Linked DNA regions of Mus musculus: all the other regions are linked to region 3. Evidence: chromatin contacts called from public HiChIP or PLAC-seq and promoter capture Hi-C data. All regions are on one chromosome and are shown on one strand. Each heading gives the region's core, a stretch centred on a gene start, on an enhancer-like site or on the middle of the called end of the contact. The rest is flanking DNA. Distances are from core to core; before and after follow the strand shown. Region 1 holds the start of Pmm1 (phosphomannomutase 1). Region 2 holds the start of Csf2rb (colony stimulating factor 2 receptor, beta, low-affinity (granulocyte-macrophage)). Region 3 holds the start of Tab1 (TGF-beta activated kinase 1/MAP3K7 binding protein 1). Region 4 holds the start of Elfn2 (leucine rich repeat and fibronectin type III, extracellular 2). Region 5 holds the start of Rac2 (Rac family small GTPase 2). Region 6 holds the start of Ep300 (E1A binding protein p300). Region 7 holds the start of Aco2 (aconitase 2, mitochondrial).

Region 1 (2,835 bases), core at 198-2,697, 1.8 Mb before region 3:
ATCAATAAATAAATCTTTTTAAAAATGACAAAAAGATATAGAAAGGGGCTGGAGAGATGGCTCAGCGGTTAAGAGCACTGCTGCTCTTCCGAAGGTCCTGAGTTCAAATCCCAGCAACCACATGGTGGCTCACAACCATCTGATGACCATTTCTGGTATGTCTGAAGACAGCTACAGTGTACTCATATAAGTAAATAAACCTTTTTTAAAAAAGGTACTTCTGAACATCTCTGAACACCATGATTCTCTCTCACTTGCTTATTCTGTCTGTCTGTCTGTCTTTATTTCTCTCTCCCTCTCATGTTCCCACTCCATTTCCCCAATAAACCTTGCCCTAGATCTGTTCCTGGCATGATGTCTTTTTTTTTTTTTTTTTGGTTTTGGTTTTTTAGAGACAGGGTTTCTCTGTGTAGTCCTGGCTGTCCTGGAACTCACTTTGTAGACCAGGCTGGCCTCGAAATCAGAAATCCGCCTGCCTCTGCCTCCTGAGTGCTGATATTAAAGGCGTGCTCCACTTATTACTCTTACTGAGGACCTGAGTTCAATTCTCAGCACCCATACTGGGCAGCTTACAACTGCTTGTACCTCCAGAACTAGGAATCTGAAGCTTTCTTCTGGCCTCCTGCAGAGGATCAGGGATTTGACACCCAGCACCTACAAGGAAGCTCACAACTGTGGGTAATTCCAGGTCCAGAGGATCTGACACTCACTTCCATCCTGACTTAGGTGGGCTCCTGCATGTACTTAGTGCACATCACCCCAGGCACACACGACAAAATAACACAACAAAAAAGACTCGCATAAAAGCTTACAAGTTAGAGATTTATGGCATATTGGCCCTTAGTAGGTTACTTTTGATTGGAAAAAAAAAAAAAGCAACAAACATTTCTCACAGTAGGTAAAAGCCATCATGGGATATTTTTCTCTTTTCTTCCTTCTCTCTCTCCCCCTCCCTTTTTTTGTTGTTTGTTTTGTTTTAAAAAATAGGGTCTTATCCAAGGCTGTCAAGGCTACAAAGGGAAACTCTTGTTTTGAAAAAACAAAACAAAACAGAGTATGTAGCCCTGGCTGGCCCGGAACTTGTTTTGTAGATAAGGGCCTCTGCCTCAGAAGGGCTGGATCACAGGTGAGCCAGCACGCCGGGTTCTCCCTGAGACTTCAAGCTCAAGATGACAAGGCAATACCTTCGTCCTACTAACCTTGGGAATCACAAGCAGAAGGCTCTGAGTCCCGCCCTTGCCCCCCAACCCCCCCCCCCCCCCACCGTAGGGAGCGCCCTGAGATCAACCTCAACCCGCTGGCCCGACACTGTCTTCCGGTTCAACCCCTTTTCCCGCCGGTTCCTATCTCCGTCGGGTACGAGGACTCTGACCCCGCCTACTGCCACGCCCCTCAATCCTAGGTGCCTGTACTCTTCTTTCGGCGCCGCAGGCCCCGCCCCCTCGCGGGAGGGCCGATGGCCACTGCTCCTCCCCGTGCTGCGCAGCTGGCCCCGCCCCGGCCCCGCCCGGCCTCTGTCGCACGCGACCCTGGCGGTGGCTGCAGCGACAGCGCTTGGCGCGCGGAGCTACAGCCATGGCAGTCGCCGTCGAGGGCGCCCGCAGGAAAGAGCGCATCCTCTGCCTGTTTGACGTGGACGGGACCCTCACGCCAGCTCGCCAGGTAAGGGCCTCGAGGTTCCAAAGCTCCCGCCCAGAGTCACGCCGGCATCCGTGACCCAGCGTGAAGCCGTCACTGCCATGTCAACGCAGACACCTGCGCGACCCTGTCGGAAACGTGGAGTGCAGTGGTACCGGCTCCTGTCACCGAGGAGATGGGACCCAGGCCCTCTCGGCCTTCCAGGCCTCAGCGCTCCCCGCGCGGGTTGGCATCCACGTTCCTGCCGGGAGCGCAGATGCTGTATCCAGCCTCCGGGAGGAGCGTCTATGGGCGATAGGGCGGGTATCCCCAGTTCCAGGCTTGCACAGGCCCAGGCTGGGCTCTGGGGTGGTCTTACCCCATTTTAGCCCTAGGATGCACAACTAGTCCGTCCTCAAGCTAGCGTGAGAACGCGGCGTTCCAGGCAGAGCTCCGTGCGCTTCTAAGCCCACGGTCGCCCTCTACTGAGGGCAAGGAAGATCTCTGAGTCTTTGCACTCTGGCGTCCATAGGCCTAAAACTGGGTTTAGCTCCTTAAGCCTCTTAGGATGTTTGTTTACCTTCCACCTGGAGTTGGAGGGAAAGAGAGCTGCTTTTCTGATGAGTTTTGGTTTTTGTTATTGGTATCCTTTTGGTTCCACCCATGTGAAGGTGAAAGGCCCCAGGGCTAGTCTGTTTACAATAGAAGCACTGTAAAAAATGGGAGTGCATTCTCCTGTCTGCACTTTATAGTTCACCCTCCAGTCTTTAGCCATACCTAGTTTTTCTCCCTTCGAGTCATCCTGGGTCGTTCTCACCCATCCTTCTACCTTTGGGATCACCGGGATGATCAGAGCAGAAATGGGGGTGGGGGGCCGAGCTACTGGGCAGAAGCCCGTGTGAACCTAAGTCTTAGCTTCCTGGTAGGCCTTCCACTCTCCAGAAGGAATCGGGCATCTTTCTTTCCATCCAGCAGAGGTGGATCAGGAAGATGCAGGATTGGAAAGGAGGTGGTCTAGCCTAGGCATGCCTGATCCTTGTGCTGCACTGACTTGGCAAGGCCTGAACAAGAACCGCCTGTCAATTTGTCTACTACTAGACAGACTTAATGCTTACTAGAAAAGCTTAATGCTTTTTTTTTTCTTCTTCTTTTTTCTTGTTTTGGTTTTTTTGAGACAGGGTTTCTCTGTATAGCCCTGGCTGCCCTGGAACTCACTCT
Region 2 (2,713 bases), core at 162-2,661, 1.8 Mb after region 3:
GATCTGACTCACTCTTCTGGAGTGTCTGAAAACAGCTACAGTGTACTTACATATAATAAAATAAATAAATTAAAAAAAATAAGGGCTTTTGAAAAAGAGGTAGAGAAAGGGGAGACGCTGCACTACAAAGAAGTGAGTGGAGGTGCCTTTTCCTTCCATTGCCAGATCAGGTTCAAAGGCCCTATGTGCTGGGCGTGAGCAGAGGCAGGGGCCTGAACCTCAGGCAAATTCTTTGCTTAACAGATCACAGAGATTTCTGTCGCACATATGCATGACCTCTGGAATACAGCATGTGGGATATATGGACAGGTTAGTTTATGATCTGTGAGACATGACAGTGGTCTCTGTCAGCAGAGGGGCTGTCTGTGTCCCTGTCTGAGAGCGACTGGTCCCTAGCTATGTGATGAGACACCTACCTTCCGGCACACTAGGTACAGAAGCGACACATCTGGACCCAAATCATCTGTGGTGATTTCAGAGCACAGTATGGTGTGTGTGTGTGTGTGTGTGTGTGCGTGTGCGCGTGTGCGTGTGCGTGTGCGTGTGTGTGTGTTTGTGACAGAGAGAGACAAAGAAAGAGAGAGAGACAGAGTTGGAGAGACAGAAACAGACACACACATAGAGAGAGAAAGAGATAGTCAGAGAGACAGAGACAGAGACAGAGACAGAGACAGAGAAAGAGAAAAACAGAGCTGGATGATCTGGTATATCTCTGGGCACTTCCCAAGTAAGATTGTCAAATTACACCCAGTACCAAGGGAGGTTCTACATCTCTGGTTCTGTCCCCAACACTTCGTCATCCTTGTAGGTAAATTTTCTCTACCCCCTCTCTTTCTCCTCTCTCTGTCCTCCATTTCTAGTTGAAACAGAGGAAGCCATGTCTCCCACTCACCCTGTCCCACAGATGTGTGACCTGAAGCTCAGGACAGGGAATTAAGTAACATATGGATGGCAAAGTTAGAAGGAACACAGTGCTTAGCCCGATATAGAGCTTTAGGGGAGTCCTCCCTGCCACCAGACCTCCAGTGATAAAGCTGTGTCCTCCCGGAGTCCCACAGCCCCAGAGCGTATCCTAACCGTACCTCTTCCAGAGTTCTAACTTTGTTCCCAGCTCCAATGCTCCGGGGTGCCCCTCCTCCACTCACTGACTTGGAGTCTGAGACCTAGTCTTTCTAGAGAGATCAAGTCTGAGGAATACGCTACCCCAGCCCTGTCTTATCCTGTCCTTTTCCACCCTGGAGACCCCCACAGCCCCTGCTTTGCGCCCACCCTCAGCTCTGCATCAGGAAGCCAGCCACTTACCTCTGTGCTTGGGCGACAGGCAGCCTCCTTCGGGAGCCTCCAAGTGCCAGTGAGTTGCAGGCTCTTCCTATTTATCTGTGCCCCATCTGGAGGAAACAGAGAGCAGATTGAGGAAGTTGCCAGTGCCCTTTCGCAAGCAGCTTCGCCTGATTCTCAGAATTGTGGACATTAGCCTCTGATAATACTCACGACATTTAGTTCTGCCAGAGTAGCTCGCTCCCCACCATCTCCCAGTCAGCTCTCATGTGCCCTTCAGGTCTCAGCCTGAAATGGTCTCCTCCACACCCCTCCCTGACTCCTCTGGAGGAAGCAGACACAGAGGGCAATAACCACCTCCCTGCAAGCATGTGCCCAGAGCCAGGCAGAGCTGGGGAGGACCTTGAGGGCACCACTTCTTAGCATGTGGCCTTATGCAAATCAGCTACAGGTGGCCTCTTCAAGTCTTGAGACACCTTGGGGTATTTTTCTAGAAGGACCTACAAACCAGAAAGGTTTTGAGGGTATGCCATTGACATGGAAAACCTAAGTTGACAACAGTCAGTAGGCAGTGGGAGCAGTCTTGATCCCTGGCTGTCAGCTTTGGCTTTCCCTTTTCTGTCCTGCCCTAGAGTCCCTGTTTTCTTCCCATCTTGTCTTCAGAGCAAGTGATGTTTTGTGTCTGTTCCCCTCCCCCAGTGCCCAGCCATGGCCCAGAGGAGGAACACATGACTGGGTATAAAGTGAATGAATGAATGAATGAATGAATGAACAAATGAATAACTTGAGGCTGCTGGGGTTAAGAGGAGGGGAGTGACAAGAAAAATGAAGACTGAAGTGTGACCACTATGCCCCTCCTTAGAAGTGGGAATAAAACACCCTTGGAAGGAGTTACAGAGACAAAGTTTGGAGCTGAGATAAAAGGATGGACCATGTAGACACTAGCATATCCGGGGATCCATCCCATAATCAGCTTCCAAATGCTGACACCATTGCATACACTAGCAAGATTATGCTGAAAGGACCCTGATATAGCTGTCTCTTGTCAGAGTATGCCTGGGCCTAGCAAACATAGAAGTGGATGCTCACAGTCGGCTATTGGATGGATCACATGGCCCCCAATGAAGGAGCTAGAGAAAGTACCAAAAAAGCTAAAGGGATCTGCAACCCTATAGGTGGAACAACATTATGAACTAACCAGTACCCCGGAGCTCTTGACTCTAGCTGCATATGCATCAAAAGATGGCCTAGTCGGCCATCACTCGAAAGAGAGGCCCATTGGACACGCAAACTTTATATGCCCCAGTACAGGGGAACGCCAGGGCCATAAAAGGGGAGTGGGTGGGTAGGGGAGAGGGGGTGGGTGGCTATGGGGGACTTTTGGTATAGCATTGCAAATGTAAATGAGCGAAATACCTAATAAAAAATGGAAAAA
Region 3 (2,936 bases), core at 372-2,871:
CAAGAGGCCCAGACTAGCAGCTTTCAAGGTCATTTGCAGAACACAGATATTGGAGCTGCTCTCACCAGACACAGGACGAAGGACAGGTCAGCAAGCCCTGCACCCTGCCCGGCTGGGACACCGGGATTCCTCTCAGTAGGTATGTCCTTTCATCCTGAGGATGGAAGGGGCCTTACACAGTTATCTTTTCCTGTTCCTTCCCTAGCATCAAGACACTACGGGTTAAAGCCGGCCCTCCCTCCCCCTTTTTAAAGTCCGCCAGCATACACAGAGAACACATTCTCTGTGTGCTGGGAAAAGCCTACACTCTGCCCTAACTGGTGTTCTTTGGGTCCCATCACAAGGAAGAGACAGAAGATACTTGACCCAGTCGACCTTTCTCTTGTTAGCAAGCCAACTCAGTCGGCATCAGTCACTATTTTTTTCCCAGCCCCTCTTTCTCTCAAGGTCACAATCATATCAGTGTTCCCCAGACGCTTTCTACAATGGGGACATTTATACAAGGGCCTTGCCCTCTGGGACCTTACAAAACAGAGAGCCAGACCTCTTTACTCCCAGGGTTTTACAAAAGGCCCGAGCAGGCACACAATAGTGAAGGGAAAGCCATCTCTCTCTTCCCCCACGTCTCCCTCTGGCTTCAGATCCTCTAGGCCAGGCAAGCTACTTCCCCCCACCCTTGAAAAGCCAAGACCTAGTTCCTGACCAATTTCCTCATTCTGTGACAGACACTGACCAAGCACCTAGCATGCAAGGGTGGTAGGGTGGTGAAGTCAACATGCTAAGAGGCGCTGGTCTTCAAGGAAGCAGACATCCAGAGGCAACTCCTACAGAGTGCCACGGTAAGGAAGGCCAAGGGATCCCCGCCCTGTCCTGGCAGATCCAAACAGTACTCTGAGCTAACATACATACATGTGTAACTGCACATATGTGAGAAAGATGCAGGGACGGGTAGACTACATCAAACCGTGGAGGTCCAGATGACCAGGTCGGGGTGCCTGGAGCCAACCTTCAACGGGACCCGGTGAACTGGGAGGCAGAAGTAAAACCCTACGCCCTCACTTGAGGAGCCTAAACCTTAGGGGTGTTTCTGGAACCAGACTATTTTAATCCTGCCTCTGCCTCTGCCGCTCACCAGCTGCCTGACCTCGGTTTCCTCGTCTGTAAAAACTTTTAGTCGCTAACTATTCTCCGGTGCTGCTGGCGAAGCTTATAAACGCGAGGCGGTCCACACAATGCCAGAGATACAGCACGCCTTACACAAGCGGGGGGCTATTTATTATTAGTCGTGTCCACGCTCCGGATGGCCCGCTCGGCGGCGCCACGTCCCCTTCCGGCTCGAGGACGCTCCCACTCCGCAGGACCCCGGCGCCCTTGACCCCCTAGAGGCCCCAGCCTGCGACGCGCACGCGCAGAACAGGCGCGGCGCCAGCCGGCTGTGGGTCTCGCGCGCTGCAAGCCCCCAAAGGCCTCTGGGGCGAGAGGGCCATGCTCTGCCATCTAAAGACAACAGTTCCTGCACCCGAGGACACACCCGAGCTCCCAACCCTCCCAGCCCGGAGAGCGGGTCGGTTTCCTCACACTCTGGAGCAGGCTCCTCCTCTGCGCCGCCATCTTGGAGGACCCCGCGGCGCGCCAGGCTCTCGGAGTGGCGGGATGAGGGGCTAGAGCGGCTCGGGCTGCCGCGGAGCTTATCCACAGCGCCCCCGGCGGAGCGGAGGAGGCGCAGCAGAGGCGCCTTGAGCAAGCGCGGCTCTTGCCCCCACCCCACCCCCAACCCCATCAGCCTACTTTCTTCGACTTTCTTGTTTCCTGGGGTCTTTATGGGTGTGCTTTCTCCCGGATTTTTTTTTCACCCCGATGGAGATCCTGAGATCCTATTTAAAGCGGCTTAGCGAGGAGGGAGCAAGAGAGAACGAATGATTCAGTTTACAAGAGTAGTGGGTGACTGACTGCCTGATCTTATAATGGAGGCCACCCCAATGCCAAACTAGCTGAAGTTAGATTTGGAGAAGACTGCAATTCCGAGTAGTTGTAAATTCTCAGAAGTTAAATTTATGGACGGTAACATGGGAGTGTAGTGTTAGCTGGCAATGTAATTGCAGGCCACTTGGCGTGACTGGCCAGTGCCCAAAGGAAGAGTCTGTTTGTTCTAGAAGCACGGTGCGGAAGCTCGATTTGGAGAGTCACAACTGTAATCCCAGAGTTTAGGAGACTGAGGCAGGGGGATTATAAATTTGAGTCCTGTAATCCCATCCCTTAAGAAGAGACAGGAGGAGCCGAGCGTGGTGACACACGCCTTTAATCCCAGCACTTGGGAGGCAGAGGCAGGCGGATTTCTGGTCTACAGAGTGAGTTCCAGGACAGCCAGGGCTATACAGAGAAACCCTGTCTTGAAAAAAAAAAACAAAAACAACAACAAGAAGAGACAGGAGGACCAGAAGTTTGATACCAGCATGGACTACTATATGACACCCTGTTTCATTAAATGAATAAATAATCCAGTATCAATTTTTTTAAAAGATTTGTGTATTTATGTATGAGTACACTATAACTGTCTTCACACACCAGATCCCATAGGTCCCATTAGAAACGGTTGTGAGGCACCATGTGGCTGTTGGGATTTGAACTCGGGACTTCTGGAAGAGCAGTCAGTGCTCTTAGCCGATGAGCCATCTCTCCAGCCCCCCAGTATCAAGCATTTTATTAAAGCAACAGGAAATGGCCTAAGACAGTGCTGATGGGCCAGTGTGGTGGCACATGCCTTTAATCCCAGCACTTAGGAGTCAGAGGCAGGCGAATTTCTGAGTTCGGGGCTAGCCTGGTCTACAGAGTGAATTCCAGGACAGCCAGGGCAACACAGAGAAACCCTGTCTCGAGAAAACAACAACAATAAAAAGACAGTGCTGATGGGAAGAAGTGTGTCAAAGATCCCTGCA
Region 4 (2,836 bases), core at 207-2,706, 1.4 Mb after region 3:
ATGGTGGGGTGGGGGATGGTAGGGGCGGGGGTGGGGTGTGTGCTACTGGAGCTGGACCCACCTCGGTGCCTAGCCTCGGTTAGGGAACCCTGAGTTCTTATGGTCCCTCTTCGGGGAAGGGGATTAGGTTAGTAGACAGAGGCAGCATAAGGTTTCATTGGGTCTGCAAAGAAGATCTGAAGGATGGGTAGGAAGAAATGCGCCTGCCACTCAAAAAGGTACAGGTCGGGAGGCTTAGAGGTGAGACACCCCACAGTCTCTCTAAATTGTGACATAACAGGTGGCCTGGGTCTCAGCGCTTATCTACCCTTCTGGTCCTATCCTGGGCTACTTTCCTGTCCTCGGATGACAAGAGCGAGGCGATTTTGTACAGCATTTCTTTCTGCTCTAGTGCTACCCAACTCCACGGGTCCCTCTGTACTAAGTACACCAGGATGCTTTCCGCCTCTGTGACTTTGCACATGTCGTTCCCGCAGTCTGGGATACCCTTCTCCACTTCCTTCAGCTGAGCAACTCCTACCCATCAGCTCCCATTCATCTGTCCAGACTCAGCCCAGGCCTGTTAGGAGTTCCAGCAGCCGGGCTGAGTCGCTGTGCACCACCTGAGGACAGGCTCTGGTGAATGCGGCCCGGAAAAGTGATTGCGAAGCACAAAGTCTGGCGGCGGCAGAGCTCAACTGTCTGGGTTGGCGGGTCACAACGGCTGGAGGAGACTCCTGACATCAGCCCAGACTCCCACCAGCTGCTTGTGTGCCCAGCTTCGGGTGCAGAGCCTCAACTACCGCTGCCTTGCAGGGAGACTCCCTTGCAGGTGGTGGTGGTGGTGGTGATGGTGGTGGTGTCTGTGTTTGAAGCGGAGCTTAAGCTGTGGCCAGGAAGGCCTTAGGAAGTTTCTCTTTGTGGCCACAGAGCCCAATATGCTCCCGGGGATGGGGTAAGGCAGCGAGGGGTAGCCAAATGCCTTGGTTTGGAGGCAGGGAGAATTGGGAGACTCCACGGACTCGGACTCGCTGTATAAACTTTGGGCAAGCACTCTGCTCACCCGCCTCAGCTGTCCCGCCTGCAAAATGGGAACGCAGCAGCTCCACCGCAGTGCTCTCCAGTGGTTACACGCGGAACACCGGGTCAGGGCGCAGGCGGAAAGGGGTGCTCGGGCATGGGAAGGGGGGAAGCGGGGTTGGGGATGAGATTGTCCTCGAGCAGGGCGCTGCACCCGGGGCAACTTTGCCTCCAGCTGTTGAATGAGCTGGAGGAGGCGGTGGTGGGGTGAACTGAGACATAGCCCGGAGAGAGGTGGCCGAGGTGGGGCGGGGCCGGGGGGCGCGCTCGGCGGGTGCCCGGGGCTTGGCGGTCCGCGGTGCAGCCACCTCACAGGGCGCTGCAGCTGCAGTAGCGCCAGAGCCCAGCGCGGCCCCCGCCCCGTGGCGTGTGTCTGGGAGCGCGCTTGTGGCCGTGGAAGCAGACGGCGGAGGGGCGGGAGGGTCTGCAGCGGAGAGAGGCCTGTGAAGGGATCTGGCTACAGAGCCGGACGGACCGACAGACGCAGTGATCGCCAGCCCCTGAGGTCCTCCGCCCAGCACCCGGGCCCTCTGCGGGCAGCAGCCCTACGCGGCGGGAGGCGGGGGTGGCAGTGTCTGCGCGCACACGCACGCTCACAGACACACACGCCCGGGCCACGCCACAGACACACGACACGCACAGAGCCACGGCCGGCCGCCGCGCACACTCGCACCCGCGCTCACGCTCGCTCTCCGGCGCAGGCCCCGCAGCAGCCGCTGCCGGGAGGTGGTGGCATCCCGCTCGGATCCCAGTCAGGACTGGAGGTGAGTGGATTCCTCCGGATCCGAGTGCTGCAGGCGGCTGGCGGGGACCCCGGGAATCCAGGCTGAGCTGAGGGCTCCCTGGCCGCCAGCGGGGGTGGGGCTTGGAAAGGGACCTGGGAGGGGAGGATGAGGCAGGGAGAGCCACTCTTCTTGGTTCTTCTTGGTCTGGGGATCCCCCATAAGACCCCCAAGGGACCACCCTGCGCAAGGTGGTGGGGGAGAGGCTGGGCGGAGGCGTGGTGGGAGGGCAGGGAGGACGAGCGTCGAGGTGAACATTTTCGCGGTGGTGATGCAGAAGCTTGAGCAGGGTTTTGCTAGCCAGTACCACGCCGCACCTCTCTGGCCCCCATTTTGGCGAACCAGAGCTCCGGCCCGCTTTTCACTGAGTCGTGGCGGGTCAAGGAATTCATCTCACTGGTAAGGGGGGCTTCACAGGGTGGCTAGATCTCTAGCCCAGGGGGAAGGGACCGGCTTTCGACTTGCCCCCTATCTCTCAGGGGCACTGTGAATGTAGTAGGGGGACCAGAGTTAGGGTATGCTGGGACCCTTGCAAGGACTTGGATTTTTTTCCCCTCGGCAGGGCTGGTGTGGGACAGAAGCACCAGCATAAACGGACAGACTGCAGCTCTGACTGAGCCCCACCATTGCCTAGTGGTGTGTGTGTGTGTGTGTGTGTGTGTGTGTACTGCTACTGGCTAGGAGGGGGTAGAGGGTGGGTGTGTTGGCTGGTGGGGTGGTATATGCATGTGGAAAGGATGTGTATTGACTCAGGATAGACCCCCATTGCCACACAGACACACACACAATCTGTGGCTCAGCAGGGCTTCCTTGGAATATTTGGAGGGGAGAGAGCTTGTATGTGTCTGTGTGTCTGTATGTGCCTGTGTGCGTCTCTCTCTCTCTCTCTCTCTCTCTCTCTCTCTCTCCCTCTCTCTCTCTCTCTCTCTCTCTCTGAATCTGCGTACTTGGGGAGATTGTGTGGAGGAGGATAGAGGCTGCCAGGCCTCGGTGTG
Region 5 (2,730 bases), core at 8-2,507, 1.6 Mb after region 3:
GAACTTCTCCAAATAAATATGAGGGGAAAAAATACTCCAGTAGAGAAATGGACAAATACACAAATAGTAACTTGTGTAATAGGAAACCCAAAAGTCCAATAAACAACTAAAAACACAAATGCCCAACAAAACACCTGCAAACACAAACACCCAACCAAACACTTATAAACACAAATGCCCAACACAAGGCGAGTGTAGTTGATATCATCAAAACGGCAAGAAGCCTACGACAGTTTGTAGGTAGGATTTTCGGTTTGGAGTGGTTTCCCAGCTAGGATCTTGCTGTATCGCTCGATGGCTCTGGCTGCCTTGGAACTCTCACTCTGAATCCTGGACTCAAGCTCCCAGCAATCCCTTTGTCTCAGCTTCCTGAAAGCTTAGATTGCACCATGCTGTGAGAAGGTTTGGACTTGCCAAACTTCTACCAGCTTGCTCTACTGCATCTGTCCCTGACTCTTCCTCCTCCTCCTCCTCCTCCTCCTCCTCCTCCTCCTCCTCCTCCTCCTCCTCCTCCTCCTCCTCTCACTCCTCCTCCTCCTCCTCCTCCTCTCACTACTCCTCTTCTTCCTTCTCTTCCAACTCCTTCCCTTTTCCCTATCCTCCCTCCTCTCCTTCCTCCTCCTCCCCCTTTTCCTCCACTTCCTCCCCTCCCAATTTCCCCCCTTCCTCCCCTTCCTCCTTTTCTCCCCTCTCCTCTACCTCTTCCCTTCTCTCTTTCCCTCCCCCTCCTTTGCCTTCTCTCTACACACTGGCCCTTGCTTAGGCAGCACCCCCCCCCCCCGGGCCAACTTTGTTTGACATCACACGTCATAGCCACCAGTTTTCCCTGCTGGTGACTCTGAGGTCACTCTGTAGCTCTCCCTTGGCCCATGTCTCCTGCCTTGCTCACAGCACCTGTGGTGTGGTTTGCCTTCTCTACAGAGCAGGAACTCCAGGACAACCTGGCTTCCTGCATTTTAGAGTCACCAGCTCCCAACACAATGCCTGATACACAGTAGGCACTCAAGTGTTTGCCCATGGGAGTCAGGCCAACTGACTTCTTGGAGGATGCAGATTCTTCGAGAGCAACTTTGTCCCTGCCCTGGCTTAGGAAGTGAATCTTCAATTCTCTAGGGTGCCTGGGTTCCCTTTGGAGCCTAAGTCAAGTGCCCTTGGTGGCCTGGGCCCAACCTAGCACCTGTGGGGCCCCAGGTCCTCTTCCAGACCGCATGCTCCACCCCCTCAAGGCTGTGGGGCAGCAGCTTGGGTAAGTTCCTCTTCCGTTTCCTCCCGCCTCTTGAGCTGGGGTGCTGCTCCTCACTGCCGGGTACCTCCTAGCCACTCCATACCACTGGTGTCCACAGCAACGCTCCTGGCCCCCAACTGTCATCCCTGGCTGCTGGGCCTCAGATGCAATGCAGGCCATCAAGTGTGTGGTGGTGGGTGATGGGTAAGTACCTGGCTGAGTTGTCTCCCACCCCTACCAGGATGCCTCTGAGATCCTCCCTGGTACACCCACAGATTCAGGGCTCCCAGGAGGTTCTGGGGAAAGTCGCTTCCTTTCCTTGTAAGGGCTTACAAGGAACATTTGGGGTGGGTCTGGACTGCTCCCTGTCCTTCAGCCTACCCCACTCCGGAAGCTACTTGGGTGGAGGGCCTGGACTGTGGGTGGGGTGCTGCTATTTGCCTGTACCCTGAGAGCTGGGACAGGGCTCCTACCGGGCCAGCATCAGTTCAGGGTACAGGTACGAGGAGGGAAATCAGCAGCTTGCCCTTCGGACCTTTGTTTCCCAGGCTGGCCCAGGCTCTAGTTGCTGTCTTGCTGGGCCTAGGGGACTTCTGGCAATCTCCAAGCTTTCTGACTCTCAGTCCAGCCTCTGCTCTTAAGGACTCCAGAGGGCAGGCTGGCTGCAGCCCTGCTAAAGTCTGATAGTCATTGTCAGATCTTGGGACCACAGGCTCTCATAACCCAAGGCCTGAGTTTCTTCATGTGTCTCCCATATATTCCGACACATTAGGGTGCAGTCCTCAAGTCTATCTTGGGTCCCGCTAGATCCATCCTCACATGTACTAGACAGCCATCTTCAGTTCGAAACGGGGAGGGGCTGAGGCCTGGAGACCTTTCCTGGCTTAGGTCCCAAGGTCACACACACTTTGGCTCTGCTGGTGGCATAGGCTATCTACCTCCTCAGCTGACTAGGTCCGACTTGGTCGCTGCTGCAGCCGCCACCGCGCTAGGGTGTCAGCCGTTATCTGTGGCAGCTGCTCTGCTCACTTCTGCTTTGTGTCTGATCTGGGGGAGGAGGGGGCGGACACGGAGGGCCGGAAGTCAATGATTCTATGCATTCAAAGTTACCTGGGTGGCAGGCTGGGGCTTGAGGGCAGAGGTTTAGGGGGCAGGGACAGCAGAGCAACCTCCTCGAGTGGGAAGTGACTTAACGGAATTGTACTGGGGAAGGCCCGGAGCTGTCCCTCTGGCCTCTCAGCTTCCTGCTGAATGACCTGGGTGACCTCCCAGCTTGGCAGGGAGATAGCTTAAATGGTGGTCATCTCCATTTATCCCATTTCTCTTTTGTATGTGGTCACCGGGCTGTGGCTCTCTGTATGATCTGTCTTCCACCAACCCTACTTACCATCACAGAGTTCGTTTTACAGGTGGGAAAGACCAAAACTCCGAAAAGTTACATAACCTGCCTTGGAGGCAGAGGATTTGAACCCAGGCCCCTCTGACTTCAAAGAGGGGCGATGGGC
Region 6 (2,700 bases), core at 99-2,598, 1.5 Mb before region 3:
AAAACAAACATGCAAGCACAAAACCTCCTGTTCATTTTTAAACTTGTACAATCACTTTAGTTGGAAGTTCATGACTGGGAGTCTTTCAACTTATTATCTCCCATTTCTAAGTACCTAATTCCAGAAAGGCTTCATCTTTTTTCTTTCCCTTCTAAGTAAGAGTGTGACAAACTGCAAAGGAAACGCCTCAGGTCTACACCTCAACACGCAGTTTGAGACATTTTGGTTTCATGGCAAATGGATATAAAATAAACTGCGGTCCATACTGACTCTTGAGGCAAGGATGGGGAGAGGGGACCTAAGAATGAAATTTTGTTGAACTTTAGTTACACTTAAAACCTTGGATCGCAGACACCAAGATTTGTCTTCCGCCCCCATTCCTCAACAGAAAATCTGCCTCACAGGAGCAAAAATCATTAAAGGTGGGAAAGCAGAGAAAAAAAGAATTCATTGCAACAGGGGAGAAAGAGCTGAAATCCCTCATTCACCAGTAACAAAAATAGTAAAAGTGCATAAAAGCCCTCACACACGATTGTACCGGCATTTCCCAAATTAAATTGCATGGAGCCAACAATAAAGGTCCCCGCAGCTCCCACTTCCAACCTCTTAATTCCAGAACACACAACGATCTGACATGACATAGTGTTGCAATGAATGTATCAGAAGGCAAAGAAAATGGTTGGGCTACTGGACGTCTTCGACCAGTCCATTCAAAAACCTTTAAAATTAAACACCGGCCGGGGAAATGGGAAGAGATACACAGAAGCACCCTGGAATGAAGGTGCAACGAGCAGAAAAGACGAAGGGAACTATGGAAGGCCGGGAGTCCCGAGACTAACCTGTGCCATCGCTGGCGGACGCCGAGAGGGCCGGAGATGAGAGTTTAGGCCGCTTGGCTGAAGGCGGCCCGGGTTCCACCACATTCTCGGCCATTTTTAATTCTTTCGGAGATACAACCGAGGAAAAAAACGAGAATCCTGAGGAAATCTCTTCTCCGAAACGGGGTCCCCGCCCCGCTCCTAAGGGTGGGCTCCGGAGCTCCGCCGCCACCCAACAGGGGTGGGGGGAAGTTCCTTTTTCTCTTCGCCTGGTTGCGGTGGCCGGAGAGGGATGCGGACTCAACAGAAATGGTAGGGGCAAGTGCGAGGGGCCGGGCCTAAACCAGGCCGGGAGGAGGGTACAGCAACACTGATCCCACGAGCACGTCCGCTGCAGCGAATTCTCGGGAACTCACAGCTCTACAGACGCAGTCCCCAGCCCGCCACGGCGAGCCCCTGCCCAGCCGAGGTCTCTCGGAGCTCCGCCGCCGCCATCAGCTTCTTCCTCCTCGGCGCTGTCCTCCTCCTTCTCATCGCCACAAGGAGGCGGGGGCGAAAAAGGGGGAGAGGAGGAGGCGACCAGAGACACTCACCTCCTCCCGGTGCCCCCTCCCGGGCCTGCGCCCCCACCCTGAGAGCCGCCCTCCTCCTCCTCCTGCCGCTGCGCTCCGCGCCGCCGCTGCCGCACCGGCCCCTAATGGCCACACTGAGCTCAGCCGAGCCGAGAGCCAGACTGGCGCCGGGGCCGCCTCACATCGCGCAGCGGACAAGCAGAGGCGCAGCAGCGACGACGCCGAGCGTGGAGCTCGCCGGCCCGAAGGGCCAGGGGGGCCGGGCCGGGCCAAGCAGGGCCGTCCGCCCGCAAGCCCGCGCTGACGCCGAGCCCACCGACGCGGCCTCTCCGCGCGCCGCGCTTCTCCGCCTCCACTCGCAAGCCCGGGGAGGAGAAATCAGTCCGGCCGCCTCCCTGGCCCTCACCCCCCCGGCAGCCAGGTGCCTGCCGGGGGCTCGGCTCGGGGGCCGCCTCGGACGGCGGGCAGAGGCGCCGCGGGGCGCGGGCTTATGTAATGGTTTCCCCCCCTTAGGCGTCGACGCCGGCCCGGGCTGCGGTGGGGGTGTGTGCGGGCAAGGAGGGGACTGAGGGTCGCCTCAGCCTTTGCGCCCCGGGGCCCCCAACCACTGTCTCGGTCCCGGCCGCTGCTCTCCAGCCAGGTACCCTCCTCACTCCCTGCTCGCGCAGTTCGCACTCAGCCGGGCGTCCCGCTTGCCCCACTCTCTCTCTCCCGGTCCCTCTCCGCTCTCTCTCCTCCTCCCCCCACCCCCCCCACAGGCTAGCACACAAACAAGATGGCGGCTGTTGTTTCTTGCCTCTGCCGAATCCTCCTTACAGGATAGCGGTAGCGGCGGCGGCGGCCGGAAATGAGCCAAGATTGGGGGGGGGGGGAGGTGAGAGGGGGAGGGGCCGAGAAACAGGGAGGCGGGGCGAGGGCGGGGCCTCTGCCTTGCAGCTCACACAATGGGGGAAGCGGCGCCGGGGGCGGTGCCGGCTCCAATCACGGGATCCGCCCAAGGGCCCCAACGCGGTAGGCGCTTCCGCAAACTCCCCCGGCGTCACTCGGTGGCTCCCTTTAAAGGGGAGGTTTTGAAAGAAGTTGTGGGGGGGGGGGGGGTCCGGGGTGAACTTAGAACGTATTTTCGGTCGGTGGACAGTTAGGTGCCTGGGCTGGGTCTCTGAGCAGAACCGAGTCAAAGCTCAGGCGCTCCTCTGCGAAAACAAGGAAAACCACGGTCAGAGCTCCCGGGGTTTGCCCTCTCAGGTTGATCTTTGGAACCCCATTAAATCCGCCAAACACCTGTGTTTCATCGTAGACACACATTCCAT
Region 7 (2,859 bases), core at 334-2,833, 1.7 Mb before region 3:
GAAAGTTATGGGTACAAGGTCATGGATCATGGAAGGACACGAACTATAGCCCAGATCTCTTTCTACACCATTCTAACACTCACTTTCTAAGGTCCAAATGTGACATAATTCTTTTCTTACAAACTCAAAGGTCATGTATCCTATTAAATAGTCTTTGCCTGACTCCACTAAATCATAGGACAGTGGGGTCAGGACAGAACTCATCGTACTGTCTAAAGAATCAAAAGAACCAGAGATAATTTAGCTGCAAATCCCTTTCATTGGCCAAAAGTTAAATGATTTGTTCAGATAAATGAGTTTGATTTTGCAGTTTGATTTTAAGTAATTTGATAAAGAAAACTTCAAATGATAATGCCTCCTGGGAGTAAGGCACATAATTTTTAAAAATTATTAATTCTATGTTCCAAGTTGATCCAAAACAAATTCACAAAAGTAATCATGAAAGGTTGCCAGAAAATGTCTACAGTTATTTTATGGATTTCTTTTTATGAACAAAATACATTCTTTACAGTAAACATTATACGTTTCTAGGGCTGTAAGGTTAGTAGTGGGAAACCATCTGACAGGCATAGTCAATTTTCTAGACGTCTCATAACAGTCAAGGTCAAACTGTTCACTCTTCTCATCTTTCCACCTAGTATCTGGAAAGCAACTATCGGTGACTTCAAAATATTTGATTCTGTATTCTGACAAATACAAACGATCACACCCTGATTCAGAAAGTTCTGTGATATTAGCTGCCATGAACAACAAGAAGAGAGGGTCTGCAGGGTCACTGCTCAGGCTATGATCCTTTAGTGACACCATGAAAGCCACTACTTTGTCTATATCTTCCAGTTTTTCCACCTACCAAGTTGGGGGAAAAATTATCTCACATCTATGTCGTCAGATAAAACATCTGTAACATTAGTAAACAGCCTTGACATCTGCTGCAAAGGTGAGAAAGCACTCTTATCGTGACTATTTATTATGGTGGGGCCCAGAATAGTCCTTCTTGTGTCTATGACCCCGAGTCTCCTCAAAGGGTAGTAGTGGATATAGCTTCTGCAAACTCCATGCCCGGCAACCACGGATAAATGAGGCGACGAGTCTCTGCTACTGGTGGGAAGTGAAGGCTTCAAGCACCCGGCTTTAGAGGAACCCACAACCACCGCGCCCCCCAATCACCTTGTCATCACCTTGAGGAACAGAAAACCACCCTGGGGGAGCATGGATTCCACCCTCAGAAAAAAAGGAGTGCCTCCACCCTGGACCAGGCTGCCGCTGCTTAAACCCAAGCTTGCCGGCGGGCGGGGATGGGAACTGCGAACAGCCTGTGCCAGGGACGCCTTGACCTAGGACAACGCAGGAACCCACAAGGGCGCTGGGCCTGCAACCGCGACAGGTGCACGGAACGTCAGCCGCGAATCGAGCCCGCCTCGCCTGGCCTCGCCTACAGCCGCGGGCAAGGCAGGAGGCTCCCCGCCCCCGTAAACCCACGTCTCTGGGCTCGCTTACCTGCAGCCGGGTGACCAGGAGGCTGTAAGGCGCCATTTTGTGCACTGACAAAGATGAGGTCGCATGAAAGTGACGTGACAAATGGCGCCCTTAAAAAAGCATCGAAGGGGGCGGGGCTTACAGAGAGACGAGTCAACCGCGAGGGTGGGGCCTCCTCCCGCAGCCAAGAGTGCAGATAGCACAGTGGGCGGGGCTTACATGACGGAAACCCGGCGTGGAAAGCAAAGATGCGGGGAAACTGCCAACTCGGCGTTCGGCGCAACCTTGTCACCTTTGCCCTTGGGTGTGGAAGCTGGAGGGGAGGCAGGAGTTCAAGGTCATCCAGGAAAGAGAATATCCCCAAATCAACATACTTGGCGGAAGCATGCAAGAAGCCCTGGCGTCAATCCCCAACACAGAATGCAACATATGTAGAATTTTTACCCAAGAACAAACTTCAGTTTATGAGTTCAAATCTGGAAGTAAAGAGAATTTTATTCAAAAACCTTTGGTGCACCTGCAAGGACCTAGCGAGGAAACTCTCGCGAGATCTAGCCGGTTTTGGTGCCCCCCCCCACCCCCCGAGGCTAAAGGCTGACGGACAGCTTAATGGCCAATCACGGAGGAACGGAAGTAAGCACGCCGTAGGTTAAAGGTCGGGCGGAAGTTCCCTAAGCTTCCGGCCGCCGGCTTGGAAAAAGAGTTATGGCTAAACATCATCCAGATTTGATTTTCTGCCGCAAGCAGGCTGGTGTGGGTGAGTTGGGGACGTGCTCCCTTTTGGTTGAGTGGGATGGGATTAGAAAGTGGGGGACTAGGGACTTCAGCCTCCTCTTTAGGGCTCTGGTTTGCCGTGTCCACGTTTCGCGCCTTACGGTGCCTGGGTATTCTAGCAGCGCTCACCGGCTTGTGGCATCTTAGAAGAGGGCAGCAGCGCGCATCCGGGAGTCTAAGGCTGGCGGGATCCTCTGTGCCAGGTCTGGAGAAGCCGGTCTAGAATACTTTGAATTTTGGGGGGTTCCAGACATTTTTTTTATTTTTGACATGGCCTTTGGTGTAAAGCAAAATTTAGGGTCGTGGGCCGGGAACTCTTGTCTGTAATCCCAGCACCTGGGAGGCAGAAGGCTGGAAGATTGCTGCGAGTTCGAGCCTGGCTAGAGCTTAAAAGCTAACTCAAGCTACACAGTGGGATTCTATCACAAAAAAGTAGGGGGTGGGGGACAGTGGAGAGGGAGGAAAGGAGAATGTGACCACGATCCTGTACGGTTGACTGTAATCATTGCTACCTTCGCCATCCTCTATACTCAGTTTGACGAAAAACTTTGCTTGCTACCTCACAACCTTAATTTTAACGATGTTTTACTATCTTTGACCTTGCAGCTA

Evidence for each region. Promoter capture Hi-C pulls out the DNA fragments that hold promoters and counts their contacts. HiChIP or PLAC-seq counts read pairs in DNA pulled down with a chosen protein or histone mark.
Region 1: an HNF4G HiChIP or PLAC-seq map of pancreatic cancer cells shows a contact between it and region 3. The contact joins the promoter of Pmm1 here to the promoter of Tab1 in region 3. A contact is called at or near these places in 1 of 39 promoter capture datasets (pre-B cells) and 1 of 115 datasets of contacts at active chromatin or transcription factors (pancreatic cancer cells).
Region 2: a promoter capture Hi-C map of liver shows a contact between it and region 3, with 4 times the contacts expected there. The contact joins the promoter of Csf2rb here to the promoter of Tab1 in region 3. A contact is called at or near these places in 2 of 39 promoter capture datasets (both in liver).
Region 4: a promoter capture Hi-C map of liver shows a contact between it and region 3, with 4 times the contacts expected there. The contact joins the promoter of Elfn2 here to the promoter of Tab1 in region 3. A contact is called at or near these places in 2 of 39 promoter capture datasets (both in liver).
Region 5: a promoter capture Hi-C map of liver shows a contact between it and region 3, with 2.9 times the contacts expected there. The contact joins the promoter of Rac2 here to the promoter of Tab1 in region 3. A contact is called at or near these places in 2 of 39 promoter capture datasets (both in liver).
Region 6: a promoter capture Hi-C map of erythroid cells shows a contact between it and region 3, with 9 times the contacts expected there. The contact joins the promoter of Ep300 here to the promoter of Tab1 in region 3. A contact is called at or near these places in 1 of 39 promoter capture datasets (erythroid cells) and 1 of 115 datasets of contacts at active chromatin or transcription factors (astrocytes).
Region 7: a promoter capture Hi-C map of the C10 cell line shows a contact between it and region 3, with 2.9 times the contacts expected there. The contact joins the promoter of Aco2 here to the promoter of Tab1 in region 3. A contact is called at or near these places in 2 of 39 promoter capture datasets (the C10 cell line and pre-B cells).

The regions. Positions count from the first base shown.
Region 1 is chr15:81,959,542-81,962,376 of GRCm38.p6, reverse strand. Pmm1 (phosphomannomutase 1) reads left to right here and starts at 1,447. Exons shown (of 8, transcript NM_013872.4): 1 at 1,447-1,662. The coding sequence starts at 1,576.
Region 2 is chr15:78,324,688-78,327,400 of GRCm38.p6, reverse strand. It overlaps Csf2rb (colony stimulating factor 2 receptor, beta, low-affinity (granulocyte-macrophage)), which reads right to left and starts at 1,411. Exons shown (of 14, transcript NM_007780.4): 1 at 1,303-1,411.
Region 3 is chr15:80,131,831-80,134,766 of GRCm38.p6, reverse strand. Tab1 (TGF-beta activated kinase 1/MAP3K7 binding protein 1) reads right to left here and starts at 1,621. Exons shown (of 11, transcript NM_025609.3): 1 at 1,579-1,621. The coding sequence starts at 1,611. Gm31253 (a long non-coding RNA gene) reads left to right here. Exons shown (of 3, transcript XR_384256.4): 1 at 1-139.
Region 4 is chr15:78,717,391-78,720,226 of GRCm38.p6, reverse strand. It overlaps Elfn2 (leucine rich repeat and fibronectin type III, extracellular 2), which reads left to right and starts at 1,456. Exons shown (of 2, transcript NM_001358692.1): 1 at 1,456-1,823.
Region 5 is chr15:78,571,310-78,574,039 of GRCm38.p6, reverse strand. Rac2 (Rac family small GTPase 2) reads left to right here and starts at 1,257. Exons shown (of 7, transcript NM_009008.3): 1 at 1,257-1,429. The coding sequence starts at 1,395.
Region 6 is chr15:81,584,862-81,587,561 of GRCm38.p6, reverse strand. It overlaps Ep300 (E1A binding protein p300), which reads right to left and starts at 1,348. Exons shown (of 31, transcript NM_177821.6): 1 at 840-1,348. The coding sequence starts at 933.
Region 7 is chr15:81,871,187-81,874,045 of GRCm38.p6, reverse strand. Aco2 (aconitase 2, mitochondrial) reads right to left here and starts at 1,583. Exons shown (of 18, transcript NM_080633.2): 1 at 1,498-1,583. The coding sequence starts at 1,533. It overlaps Phf5a (PHD finger protein 5A), which reads left to right and starts at 2,154. Exons shown (of 4, transcript NM_026737.3): 1 at 2,154-2,233; 2 at 2,857-2,859. The coding sequence starts at 2,182.